Regions from separate parts of the Triticum aestivum genome. Here region 1 is linked to region 2. The links are chromatin contacts, called in public HiCAR-type maps. All regions are on one chromosome and are shown on one strand. The core of a region is the stretch at or near the end of the contact, and the rest is flanking DNA. Distances in the headings are between cores, read along the strand shown.

The links. HiCAR-type assays count read pairs that join an accessible place to other places.
Region 1: a HiCAR-type map of leaf shows a contact between it and region 2, with 5 times the contacts expected there. The contact joins the promoter of LOC123114218 here to the promoter of LOC123115280 in region 2. A contact is called at or near these places in 1 of 5 Hi-C or Micro-C datasets (leaf) and 1 of 1 datasets of contacts at active chromatin or transcription factors (leaf).

Annotation. Positions count from the first base shown.
Region 1 is chr5B:685,775,496-685,779,617 of IWGSC CS RefSeq v2.1, reverse strand. LOC123114218 (ATP-dependent zinc metalloprotease FTSH 4, mitochondrial) reads right to left here and starts at 2,086. Exons shown (of 7, transcript XM_044535603.1): 1 at 1,883-2,086; 2 at 689-803; 3 at 250-444; 4 at 1-9. The coding sequence starts at 1,924. It overlaps TRNAV-AAC (transfer RNA valine (anticodon AAC)), which reads left to right and starts at 2,488; the gene lies at 2,488-2,561.
Region 2 is chr5B:685,701,021-685,704,774 of IWGSC CS RefSeq v2.1, reverse strand. It overlaps LOC123115280, which reads right to left and starts at 1,599. Exons shown (of 3, transcript XM_044536477.1): 1 at 1,504-1,599; 2 at 1,218-1,418; 3 at 471-1,097. The coding sequence starts at 1,599. The coding sequence ends at 471. LOC123114215 (BTB/POZ domain-containing protein At2g13690) reads left to right here and starts at 2,971. Exons shown (of 2, transcript XM_044535599.1): 1 at 2,971-3,754. The coding sequence starts at 3,492.

The DNA.
Region 1 (4,122 bases), core at 837-3,336, 74 kb before region 2:
GTACACTGCCTGCATTGATCAAACACCAGGCAGAAACTTAATCCATGGCAACAGGCACCCAGTAAGGTGTAGAATATGGCAAGATCTAGATTCTACTAACAAGAGGTAAAAGAAAGCATCTCTCTAATTGAAAACAGGATATTCAGGCACAATTCAGTCATGCTACTACTAGTTGGCAGTTGCCACATAAGTATATCGATTAAAGCTGTACATTACAAGGTGGGGTGAGAGAAGCAAAACCATATATACCTGCACCAGTAGTTGTATTTGCAGCAGGTGTGTTGGAATGTAACGTCGGCTGCCTTCTGAAGTTTTGTATAACTCTTTCTGGATACCTCCTAGAAATGTTGCTACGAAGAGAAGCGGCCTGAGAGTGCACGCCCCGTATCCTCTGCCCAGCAGAGGTTGATCGGTACCTCTGTAGTAGGTTTCTAAGCACACTACCTGCATTAATTAAGCACCAGTCAGAAACTGACTTTCTCCATGGCGACAGCCGACAGGGTAACCAACTTGGCGTATAATAACGTAATAAGATCCCAAGTTTATACAGAAGAAGAAAAACAAACCATCTGTCTATTGTAGTAATATTGGGCACAATTAAGTGGGGCTTCTTTTAGTTGCCAGTTGCCACATAGGTATACTGACTAAAGCAGCAATTTATGCGGTGGAAACAGCCATATATATATACCTGCGCTGGTAGTTGTATTTGCAGCAGGTGTCCTCAGAGAAGGAACGGAGGCCGCTGACACAATCTCGCTGCAAATCGCATTCGCCGACCGATGCCTCGCAAGATGCCTTGCGGCCTGTGACACACACACATAGGCAGGCAAAGATTAAGTTGAGCAAAAGGGGATAAAGAAAATTGGCAACCAGTAAAGCAGCATCGATCTTTCAGCGTGTTTCTGGAATGCAGACACTGCCTCTTGCAGTTGCAGAATCAGCGTCATGCATACAAGAATTCCTGACAACCTCGACGAACTCTAGCCAACGATCGCAATGCATCCTCTACAATGGCGCAATTTTGTCTCTCCACAGTAAAGGATTCATGCCAACTCGTCCGTCTACCAAACTAGATCCGCCGGACCAAAATACGACAGGGGCGGAGACTGGATCCCTGAAATTTTCATGCAAGCGCACATGAACCTACTTACCCTCGCGCGCGCTCTTCCTCCTCCCCGCCCGAGGCGCCTTCCGCCAGAGGCTGGGGCCGGAGGAGCATCCCGCCGTCGTGGAAGCGCCCGTCGGCTGACGACGACGGGAAGCGGGGCGAGAACTGCGACTTTAAACCTACGGCGAGGGCTCCGAAGAAGCACCCGACGCGGTGGTGCGGAACGGGTTCGGGGGTGGGAACGGGCGCCGCGCCGACGACCGGCGGTGCCGCACCCGCCGTCGGCGCGAGTCGTGGATGTCGCCAACTTATTTTTTCCTTGAAACAAATTATTTTCCAGACCGGCCCGGAGCGCATTAGCTTTCCTTACACGGGCTTCGGGCCGTCCAAGCGGGCCATGACCCAAGACAAAAGAATTCGTGGAGAAAGAAGGCAGATCGAGCACAGTAGCCCACAACGATCAAACAAAATCAACTGTTTGGCTAAAAAATCAAATCAATTGTTATTTTTGCTGATTATGATTACAATTCTGTGTATTATATTTTTTTACAGTGATCATCATGGTAGTTGCTGTATTTGGTTGTTTTCCCTATATAAAAGTTGATCAAACTTTGCGTGCCATGGACGGTACAAAATTTGTGTGCCTTCTTTTCAAACATGGAGGTACAAGAAAAGATACGGGTTGCTGCTGTTGAGGGAAGAAAAATGCGAAAAAAACGTACATTGCTAAGAACACAAAGACAAGAAAAAGGAAAAGAAGGGGGAGACACAAACCTTGCAAGCAGCGGAGAAGGCGGCGCGCCATGCCATTGCCATGGAGGACGATGCGCGCGTTAACGTCGTTGGCTCGGACCCATGTTCTTTTCACCGTTGTTCAAATGAAGGAACGGTAGTAGAGGTGGAACACGATCGAAGCAGCTTCGTCGTGTATGCATGCTACTCCTTGTTTACCATTATATATATGTTTCTCTAGCGTAGACCATGCAAGACTAGAGACGAGGGCCATTGACTACGTGTTTGCGTATATATACATGGCAATTGCATGGGCAAGTTAATAGTGCTGCATGCTTGGACGGCAAGGTAGGCTAGCTCGAGCTAGCTAGCGAGTGCACGGTAAATTTGGACCTAGCTAGGTTGACGGTGCGTGCGTGGTAAGCCTTGGTGTGAATTAATTTAGACTTTGGCCATACGTTGTCTTGTGAACCAAGTAGATAGTATATACACGTCCGTCCGTCTATCGGTCTATGCATGCTTGGGAGAGGGTTCGATTTGTCTTCAAGAAAGAAACTCGATTAGCGCTCTCAGGCAGACGATCTGTGGCGACCCTCCTTAGTACAACGGTACTATTTCAGACGCTACCTCTCGTTCGCATCAGCAAAGGTTTCGTGGTGTAGTTGGTTATCACGTCAGTCTAACACACTGAAGGTCTCCGGTTCGAACCCGGGCGAAGCCATCTTTTTTTTTTGCAATTTAATTTTCCCGTTTACTAGTTCTAGTTCGTCCATGGCTCGTATACGTAGGTATGCTTCGACTCCGCTCTTCTGCTAACTTTTTTCCCTTTCAAAATGACTCCACCTGTAGGTGTGGATCTTATTGTTCATTAATTCGGTGCAGCTTTTTTCTTAAATGATTCGGTGCAGCTAAATCGCTAGCCACTACTCCCGTCCAAAAAACAAAAAAAACAACGCTAGCAAGTACAGCAGACACAAATTAACTTGCTGCTACACCATGGCATAAGCTATATTTTACGGCCCACGCAAAAAAAAAGCTATATTTTACGGGCACGTTTACAAGAAAGAGCACCGGAGCCAGCGAAACAAGTAGCTCGGCAGTCGGTAGCAAGAACTTTGGCGTGAAAGGCCACGTTCCCGGCTCGTCAGCGCATTCCTTGACAGCTCGGCGTCTGTCTCGAGCGTCGACGATGATTTTCGCCCTGGCCACCTCACCTCGAACGCAGTTCCAAATCGCTTTCTAGACAGACATGTTCAGCGCGAAGAGCATCCGATGAGGATGCCGCTTTCCAACGCCGCCGTGAATATCGCAATTCGCAAGAGCTGTCTCGGATGCACATGCCCACGCTTTCGGATGCGCCCACGCCGTGCTGGTGTGGACGCTGAGCTTGCGGGCCATGCATTTTGGGACGCGTCCACCGCCTGCGTCCAGGCTGCAATGTACTCCAGTACTCTGGGCCTCGTCTTTTCAGTTCTTGTTTTCTTTCTTTCTTTATTGATTTGGATTTTTAAAAATATCTGGCGTTTTACAAAAAATTGTAGAGATTTCAAAAGGTTCAGGAAATTTTAAAAAGTCACGTTTACAAAAAATATTTGCGTTTTTTCAAATAATGTTCAGAAATTACAATTGAATTTCTAAAAGACATTCGTGTTTTCAAAAATGGCTCACAACTTTAAAAAAGTTTAGAATTTCAAAAAAAAAAATCTGAAATTTAAAAAAAGAATCTGGTTTTTAAAAAATTGCTTGCCGTTCCAAAAAAATGAATGTGTCTCAAAAATATGTTTGCGTTTTTTAAATTGTTCCAATTCTTTATAGTAAAACGCTACAGTAGTGACGATACAACTGTTCACTACAGTCCCACTCCACGGTTCGTGCAATGAGTCGGCCCACCCAAGACGGTCTCGTGCGACAACCCTCCTATTTTTAACGCAAAGAGCGTCAAATTAGAGGCCTCAAAAAGGCCTACCCGTAGTCAATAATTGACGAGGGCCATCCACTAAACTTTCACGCTCGCCTCCAAGCCGGTCAAGATGAGACCAGTTTGACCAATCCACGAAGTCCATGTGTGCAACACCGATTCGACCAAATTTTCATGTGATGTTATTTGTAAAATGGCAAAATCCCCACCAACGTCGAAATCCCCAACCCGCAACCAATCCCTGCCCCCCACCCCTCAAATACCCATCCGCGCTGGCGCGCCCATCCGTTAGTTGCTGCCATCTCCAATCTTGCCACCCCATTCTCTCATCGGCAGCACATCCCTTTCTGTTGCCAATGTCCGC
Region 2 (3,754 bases), core at 350-2,849:
CTCCTTATCTCTTTGCCTAATTCCATAGCTGGTTGTGTTTGTCCTTCTTCGTCACCATGGATTATTTTCATGGACAGCCTTCTTGCCCTCTATAATTTCATCTTTCCAGGTGTCATGTGCCATTCTTTCCGAACAATCCTTGAAAAGTTCATGAGGTCCATGTGCTGGTTTGCCCTAAAGCTCTCCAATTTTTTTTGTGCATGGTAAGGATTTGTGAATCCCTTAATCTTCCACTTGTTGCTACAAGTGTGCCCATGCACATACCTTTTGATTGTGAATGCCTTTGTACTATTGTTGAAGAATTCTCGCAAGGAGCAAGTGCAATCTTCATCACACTTTGCTTTCAACCTTATCTGCATTATATTCATGTACATTATCGTCTTCCAAGACTTTTTTTGACCAGGTTTATGTTCATATACATCATCTTTTTCATAGCCTTTTTTTGTGAGGTTTATCTCCATCTACATTTTCTACATAGAATAGAGGTCATCATCTTCGTAACCTATTTCGTGAACGACCTTCTTGTTGCCACGCTCTGAAGTGAACGCAAGCTTTAGTTGATCAACAACAAACTGGCATATATTGGTTTCCGTTATTCCATTGACATCCATGACCGCCGGGAAGCTTTTTGGGGAAATACTTAAACTAGTTGAAGGGGCAAGGAAGCACGAAAAAATAAGAGCTAGCCAAGCACGGAGAAAGTCATCATCATAAGATCCTCCCATGTCTATGATCATCTTGCACCATTCTGTGAGAGTTGGGGAGTTCTTGGATGTGATGTTGTAAATATTGTACATTGCCTTTGTGATTTCAGGCCGATTGTCGAAGCACACTTTCTTGCCCCTATTTGGCAAACCCCATATCCTATGGACACTTGCGGCATCTACATGAATCTTCCCCCTTTCTGGAATGACTATCTGCGAAATCTCAGGGTCATAATGCTTCATTATCCACTGGCTAAGATCTCCGGGCATGCTACTTGCTGCAAGGTCCAGAATTCCACCAAATTCTTTTCGAATGATGACACCCTTTTGGTCAGGAACCAAGTCCTTGTTCAACTTGAAGAGCCTTGCAGGGGATGCCCTGTTCCTACGACCCTATTAAACATGGGGAAGAAAAGGATTAGCAAAAGGAATTAAATGTTCATCACAGCATAGGCAACTTAGACATCATTGCTGGGCAACTGCTTAGTGAAACTGAGGCAACTACGCAAATACCTCAGTTCCTCCCGTCTTCTGGCGTTTTGGTTTTGGAGGTTGGTCAACATCTGCACCTTTGACATTTGTATTCCCAGCATCTGTAGCTTGGCTCTCGTTACTATTCTCGTTACTAATAATATCATCAGGACGCTTCCCCCATGAAATAATTGCTTTACTTCTGTGACGCTTGACCCCAGTTATTGGTGCACTGCTCCGTGGCTGGAAGATAGAAACCACATAAATCAATAAAAAAATGGAAAACACAATCTATTATGTACAGAAAGAACATATAGCATGTGCACACCTGTGTTTGATGCTCTTTATTCCCATGATATGCAAGGTCATCATGGCTTGATCCATCAGGTCCACCCTGTTTTGACTTATGACTTGTCCCAGCCATCTATTTTCTGCTGCATATATAAAGGACAAACAATTAGCATCATCATAAAAAGACATAAAAATGGTTCTGGAAAAAGTGTATATCATGCAACAAATTCATTTGACTAAAATTCTTGCTAAACTAAGCAAACAACAATTTACAAAAAAGTGGACCCTGAAATGGGTTGTAAACTATCTGATTTTCACTATGTTACAACATTAATACAAAAGTACATACAAAAAACCTAAGTAAAACATGACTACAGGGAGCAAGAAACAACTGTTGCACATCAATCACCAGGCAACACATGATGGCATTTCAGGAAAATGAATAAGAAATCTCGAGCAAGCTTGAGATTACACAAATGCGGTAAGAACGTATAGTGGCTGCTAGGCAATACATGATGGCATTTCAGGCAAGTGACTAAGAAAGCTTGAGCAAGCTTGAGATTACACAAATGCAGTAAGAACATATAGTGGCTGCTAGGCAACACATGATGGCATTCCAGGCAAATGACTAAGAAAGCTTGAGCAAAAGCCAGGCATTGCACAAAGACACTAGGCAAAAAACAGTTGAGGGCATGTCAGGGCAACTAACTAACAAAATTTGAGCAAGCCAGACACACTAGGCAACAGTTGAGGGCAATTCAGGCAACTGACTAACAAAACTCCAGCAAAAAAGCCTGACAACTCAATCACAAAACTTAAGCAAACTGACATATCTATAAAAATAAACACGAGCGTCGAACCACAACACATAAACCTGACACACAAACATTTCAACAACGGGAACCTACAGCATAGGGGCATTTGTTGCATGAAAAAAAAGTGCTAGGCAACTATATGAGCATCATATGAGCAGTTGTTGCGCAAGTCAGTAGACCAACAAACTGTGCATGAGAATATTTCCCTGCCTCTCCCTCCACACGCCACGACATCCTACTGAGCATCACCAAGCCTTGAATGCACCCCAAATCCTATCTCACCAGCACCCAAAACCAAATCTAACGAGTGCTCAATCCGTTTCAACTCAGTTAACCTATGCATAATCTCTTCCTAATCTCTTACAATGGCAAAGGTACTCGGTGATTTCGCCTAAAAACTCAGGAGATCTAACAAGCCTACAAAAAATGGAATCGAGATGAACTGACCTGTGATTCTGCCCTCCGCCAAACAGGAAGGCGATTCTGCTCCTCCGCGCGAACCACACGGCGAAGACGCGCGCGGAGGGTCCTCCTTGCCCGCGTCTCCGGTGCTGCAGCGCCTTCTGCCTCAGAACAAATCTCTTCGCACGACACCACGACCAGATGCCACCTGGCGCAGACGACGAGGCAGCGCCACCATTGTAAGAGATTAGAAAAGCAAATCTCTCTGCTAACCGCGGGGCACGGGAAAGCAAAGCACAGACCGGTGGTACGGACGCACCACCAGAAAACTGCCGTGCCACTCCACTCCGCTCCGGCAGTGCGCACACCGCCGTTTTCCGCCCACACAACACAAGGCCAGCCAGCCACGCGCCCACACACAAAGTATAGATCTGCCGACCGAGCGCCGCACGTCGCTGCTCCGCTCCCGATCGAGACGGGCCACACGGCCATCCACCGCACCGCCGGAGTAGGTGCGGCTTCATTCCATCCCATCATCATCCCGTCCGAGGCGCCACCTCACTCCATCTCTTCTTGCACGCCGGCCCCACTCCAGCCCAGCCCGGCCCATCTCATCCCATCCCCCATCGGCCCCGCCGCACCGCAGCAATTATTCTCCTCCGCTACCTCCGCGGTGGCCAGCACACCACACCACACCACGCTTCCCTTGCCTTGCTCCCCCACCTCCACACCCATCTCATTCCCCCCTCTCCCCATCCCCAATGGCGCCGACCTCCGAGCCCTAGATAGATCCCCCGCGCGCAGCCGCATGGCGGAGCACGCCGCCCGCCACCTCCGCCGCCGCGGCCCCGTCGCCGGCTGGTGCTGCTCCTTCGCCGGCGTCCCGCCCAGCCCCGACCACCGCCTCCACCCCCACCGCACCCTCTCCCACGCCGCCGCGCCGCCAACCGCAGGATCTGTGTGCACCGGCGGCGAGGGCCCGCGGAAGCAACCACAGCTGCCGCCCAAATCCCCCTCCTCCTTCCACGGCTCTCCCTCCTCCAAGCTGGCGGGCCTCATCGACTACCCGCG